Linked DNA regions of Mus musculus: region 2 is linked to region 1. A link is a contact called in public promoter capture Hi-C data. All regions are on one chromosome and are shown on one strand. Each heading gives the region's core, a stretch centred on a gene start, on an enhancer-like site or on the middle of the called end of the contact. The rest is flanking DNA. Distances are from core to core; before and after follow the strand shown.

Region 1 (2,700 bases), core at 135-2,634:
ATGTCATCTCTTCCTCCCCGTTTACAGATGTTGTACATTGCCTCTGCTCTTTCCTCGGCTGGCTTTTTAAGGTTTCATATTAAAAAAAAAAAATCACATCCCAGGGGGCTGGAGAGATGGCTCAGAGGTTAAGAGCACTGACTGCTCTTCCAGAGGTCCTTAGTTCAATTCCCAGCAACCACATGGTGGCTCACAACCATCTCTAATGGGATCTGATGCCCTCTTCTGGTCTGTCTGAAGACAGTGACTGTGTACTAAAATAAATTAAATAAATAAATCTTAAAAAAAAATCACACCCCAGGTGGGTTTCCTTTAACACCCAACCTGCGTCTCCACGTCCTCCAATATTACAAATTCTTAAAGGTACATTCATGTGGTTCTTTGAAGTTTTTTTCATTACAGAATTTGGTACTGTAAAACCTCCAGGTAAGGGGCTGGTGAGATGGCTCAGTGTGTAAGAGCACCCGACTGCTCTTCCAAAGGTCCGAAGTTCAAATCCCAGCAACCACATGGTGGCTCACAACCATCCGTAATGAGATCTGACGCCCTCTTCTGGAGTGTCTAAAGACAGCTACAGTGTACTTATATATAATAAAAATAAATAAATCTTTAAAAAAAAAAAAAAAAAAAAAAAACCTCCAGGTAAGCCCGGTTTCCTTCACACAATATGTTAGTTGTTCTCTCAGCTCCTCTCCATCTCCCTTTCTCCATAAACCATATCTACTTGCCAGTGGGTGCGGAAACAGAAAGACCTTAGCACAGTGATTTAGTACATAGTTGTTGAAGAACGGTTATACTTGGTGGCTTATAATCCTTCTTGCTTTAGAATTAGTTTGTGACCCTGGGGTCACTTATCTCTGTCAAATCCTCTCGGTGGAGTGGAGGTATGGTGGCACCTGCTCATATGCTCGACACAAGACTGCCACATGTACAAGATCTGGGCCACAGACTCTCTGCCAAAAGGCAAAAAATATGGAAACCTCCTGTAAGGCGGATCTAGTGCAGGGTGTTAACTTGGCTCAAATTTGCTTTTTAAAAAAAAGTCAACGGAGATAGAACAGAAACGGAGAAGGAGGGGTGAGGTACAAGGAGAGGACCTGAGAAAGCCTACGGGAAGGAAGAAAGGTCAAGCGTGCAGAGTGACCTTATTAACCAACTAGCCAGACCCGGCTCATCACGTGACAGCCGCCGCCGAAGTCTAGCAGAGCTCCCTCTCGCGAGGAGAGGGGCGGTTTTTGTCACTTAGCTGCTGCCCCGCCCCTAGCCCCGCCCACCCCATGCTCTCACCCCAGCCGCGCCCCCTGCCTCGCGCCGGCGCGTGGCGACGTCACGCCGCCGCGCGCAGCGACGCCGGGACGGCCCCCCGCGACGCGACGTCGGAGGCGGAAGTGGCGCGGCTGTCGCTCTTGGGCTCTCACTGCCGGCTCCGGGTTCTGCGAGGAGCCTCCTGCCAGCCGCCGCGTCTCCCTGCCCTCGCTGCCCCTCCATGTGCCCGGGCGCCGCCGCTCCGCCTCGGGCCGCTGCTCACCCCGGGGTTTATGGAAGTGATGGAAGGACCCCTCAACCTTGTGAGTGGTCGCGGGCTGAGTCGGGGACCGGTAGGCTGCGGGGAAACGCGGGCTGAGGGGGTCAAGCGGCACTGAAGGGGGAGCCGCGAGCTCATGGAGGGGACCCTGATCCCCGGGGCTCAGGCCTCTCCCTCGGGGCCCGTGGCATCTGCCCTGCTGGGACCGCGTCCCAGCGCCACGTAGCCGCCGCCTGCAGGCCGCGGGCAGAGTCGGGGTGTCGGGGCCGCGCCTCGCACACCGCACCCCCTCTTCCCTGCTGCCCTCGCAGCTGGGCTAGCGAAGGCCCCTCTGAAACAGCTGGATCGGAACCCCAGTCCACGCCCCGCAGCCCGGTGCCTTTGCTTTAAGGCTCACGAAAGTACCAGACGTGTTTGCCTTTCTCAGAAACACATACAGAGAGACACACAGGGGGCCGGGTCATTATTGTTTGGGGCAAAAAGGAACACACACACACACACCGCCCCAAACAACCCCACAAAACCCCAAACCTCCCACAGTTCTGTTCTAAGTGTGATCACAGGACATCTTCGGGTTTCCTGGGAAAAGGTTCATGAAATTCAGATGCAGACGTCTGGTTCCTTAGTGTTGCGGAGTAAAACTTTGCAAGTCCCAAGTCTGTAGGTGGTTTGCGATGATGCGGAGGGATTGAGAGCAGGACCGGGAAAGATTGATTGCTTCCTTTGGAACTCTGCCCTCCCTCCCGGCTTGGAAGAGCCTGGTCCGTGCTGTGCAGAGAAGCCAGAGTCTGTGGTTTCAGACTATGGATTTCTGGAGCCAAACTCCTGGATTTGAACTCGGGCTTAGTCACCTAATAGCCTCAAGAGACCTTGAACAAAAATTTTCACTTCATTGTTTTTTTTTGTTTTTGTTTTAACCCTCGTTCGTTGTGAGGATTAAAGGACTGAATAGATAAGAGACACGTAGAACTGTACGTTATGGATGGAACATTGGAAGAGTTAGTTGCTCCAGTGAGACCGTAGCCCCTGTCACTTAATGAGATTTGGGAGTGTTGAGCGTCAACGCTGGAGAGTGAACACCTAAAGCTATGGTTCCATCCCTGGCGCCAGGTTTGCAGCTCCGAGAAATCTACCCAAGAGTTACTAATTTAGACCCTGCGTCCGTTTCTAAGTGG
Region 2 (2,700 bases), core at 39-2,538, 2.1 Mb before region 1:
AACTCATTGAAAAAAACATAATCTGCAGGAACACGGGAGAGCTGGAAAATACATCAAGTTACCTGACACAGACATAGAGAGACAGACACTTCATGTTCTTTCTCATAGGCGGATCCTAGCATGTAATGTTCATATGTTAGTGTGTATATAAGGTTCCAACTAGAAAGGAAAGGCTGCCCGAGTGGGGGGGGGGATTAGAGTCATGGACATGGTGATAGGACACAGAGGGCTATGGGCTTGGGGGCGTGCAGTTACGAGGTGCGGGGACTAGGGTTACTGGGAGAAGGGATGAGAAGAATTAACACAGACCAATATTGTCTGAAAATTCCATAGTGAAACTTAATATTATATATATACATATATTAAAGGTGTGTGCCACAATCCTCAGATATATATATATATATATATGTATATATATATATACACACACATATATACACACACACACACATATATATACACACATACATATGTAAACTAATATATTATATATTAATATTATATATTATTTATATTATCCCAGCTTAATATAGAATTTTGAAAGGCATAATCATAAAGTAATTTTAAATGTTAGCAATAGCCAGGTGGTGGTGGCAGCACACGCCTTTAACCCCAGTACTCTGGAGGCAGAGGCAGGAGGATCTCTGTGAGTTCAAGGCCAGCCTGGTCTACAGAGCAAGTTCTAGGTCAGTCAAAATTACACCCAGAAACCTTGTCTCAAAACAAAACAAAATAAAAGTAAGAAACTCTTTTTTTTTTTTTTTTTTTTTTTTGGTTTTTCGAGACAGGGTTTCTCTGTATGTGTAGCCCTGGCTGTCCTGGAACTCACTCTGTAGACCAGGCTGGCCTCGAACTCAGAAATTTGCCCTGCCTTTGCCTCCCGAAAGCTGAGACTAAAGGTGTGTGCTACCACGCCCAGCTAATAACAAGCTCTTGATGTAGTGGTACTGTCACTTTGGTGGCTGGCTATCTAAATTCAATGCATTTGAATTGTGTTAGTCTTGGAGGGAAATTACACACAGAAAGGTAGCTGGAGAAAAAAGAGAATAGATTAGACTGTCCAGAAACAACAGGACGATATTGGAAGGAAAACAGAGCTCAAGAGTCAGTTGGCGCCCGCCCTCCTGCAATTCCTCTGGCCGCGGTTTCCGCTCCCTTTCGCGCTCTGCGCTCCCAGGCAGCCCCGCCCAAGCGTAGCTCAGCTCTGATTGGCTCCTTTGAACGTCTACGTGCAATCGGATTGGCGGATCCCGGGAGCTTTACCGCGGCGAGTTTGAAACTGCTGGCACTCGGCCTCTAAGCTCCTGGAGTTGCTGCGTCCGCGCAGTCCGGAACTGCGGTGTGGCCCCAGCCGGGACAGAGAGGTATGGCGTGAGTCGGACTGGGTGCAGGCTGGGCCTGCGGGGGCTCCACGGGATCTGGGGGTTCCCCCGGGGAAGGGCAGGACATCCATGTGAGCCTGGGGATCCCTTGTGGACGGGTAGGGCCTCCACGTGAGATCTTGGTCTCCTGTGGACGGGTAGGGCCTCACCTAAGTCCGGGATCCCTTATGGTCGGGCATGGCCTCCCTGAGCCCGGGGTCTGGGGTACCCTATGGATGAGCATGTCCTCATCTGAGGCCAGGGTCCCCTATGCAGGAGCATGGCCTACCTGAGCCTGGGGACACTATGGAGGAGCAGGGCTCACCGGAGCCTGGGATCCCTATGGGGGGGGGGGGCAGGGCTCACCCGATCCAGCGGTCCCTTATGGAAGGGCAAGGCTCACTTGAGCCCCGGGTCCTGCGGACGTGCAGGCCCCTACGCGAGCTCCAGGTTCCTGCAGACTGGATGGGCCTCGCTGGAGTGGGCCCGGGTGTGGGCGGGGTGCCAAGTTATGTCCCAGGCCCTGTTGGCTGCCAGTGTGGAGCTGGGCTGCACCAGGCCAGCTGCCTTCGGAGGCCTTAAGTCGGTACTGCCGGAGAAACAGACCCGTGGTCGTTTAAAAAGCTTATTCCTACCAAGGTGCAGAACCAAGAAAGTGTAGGATCGTTTATTTTTAGTTGCCTGTGCTAAGGCCACAGACTGTACCCAGGCAAAGAAGGAGAGAGAGGGAGAACCGCGGATGCCTTCGCGTCCTTGATCGTCTTAAAACATAAATACCGATGAAGGTTCTGATGTGCGGGCCACCATCGCCTGCCCCCAACTTGGATACACTGGGCAGCTTTTAACAGCAGGCCCGGGAGACTGGAAAATGTTGGAAGGAAATAAGCCCAGCTTTCAAGACATGTTAACTCTTTGCTGTCTGTGCAGAGGTGGTTGAAACGTTTAATGCTCTATAGTTATATTAAGTCTCTGTATTGAAGAAAGGGGGTTGGGGGGGGATGCGTTGAAATTTCCTAAACATAATCTCCATAGTTGAGAGTCAATCTTATGTGTCTGAGAATCCCCAGGGTTCAGTGGGATGCCTGGCAGGACCCTTGGACGGGTTTACATTTTCCTTCTGAATTTTTATCTGTTGAGCCGCTGCCTCCTTGTGCAGTGCCAAGAGCTGGGATTCCTGGCTGTGCCCCCACACCCCATGGAGTTGATTTTACTGTGGAAAGAGATCTGTAAGGAACAGCTCACGAGAGGTCAGCCATTCCTTGATGCTCATTCATAAGGATCTTGTCACCCGTGGCAGAGGGCTTTCAAGGAGAAGGCACACCTTTTTCCTACCATTCTT

What was found. Promoter capture Hi-C pulls out the DNA fragments that hold promoters and counts their contacts.
Region 2: a contact with region 1 is called in a promoter capture Hi-C map of pre-B cells, with 13 times the contacts expected there. The contact joins the promoter of Cdk1 here to the promoter of Nrbf2 in region 1. A contact is called at or near these places in 2 of 39 promoter capture datasets (hippocampal neurons and pre-B cells), 2 of 484 Hi-C or Micro-C datasets (B cells and CD4 T cells), 1 of 115 datasets of contacts at active chromatin or transcription factors (embryonic stem cells) and 1 of 9 other capture datasets (adipose tissue).

What each region holds. Positions count from the first base shown.
Region 1 is chr10:67,283,965-67,286,664 of GRCm38.p6, reverse strand. Nrbf2 (nuclear receptor binding factor 2) reads left to right here and starts at 1,384. Exons shown (of 4, transcript NM_001036293.2): 1 at 1,384-1,568. The coding sequence starts at 1,539. Gm46200 (a long non-coding RNA gene) reads right to left here and starts at 1,232. Exons shown (of 3, transcript XR_001779690.1): 1 at 1,145-1,232.
Region 2 is chr10:69,351,500-69,354,199 of GRCm38.p6, reverse strand. Cdk1 (cyclin-dependent kinase 1) reads left to right here and starts at 1,288. Exons shown (of 8, transcript NM_007659.4): 1 at 1,288-1,364.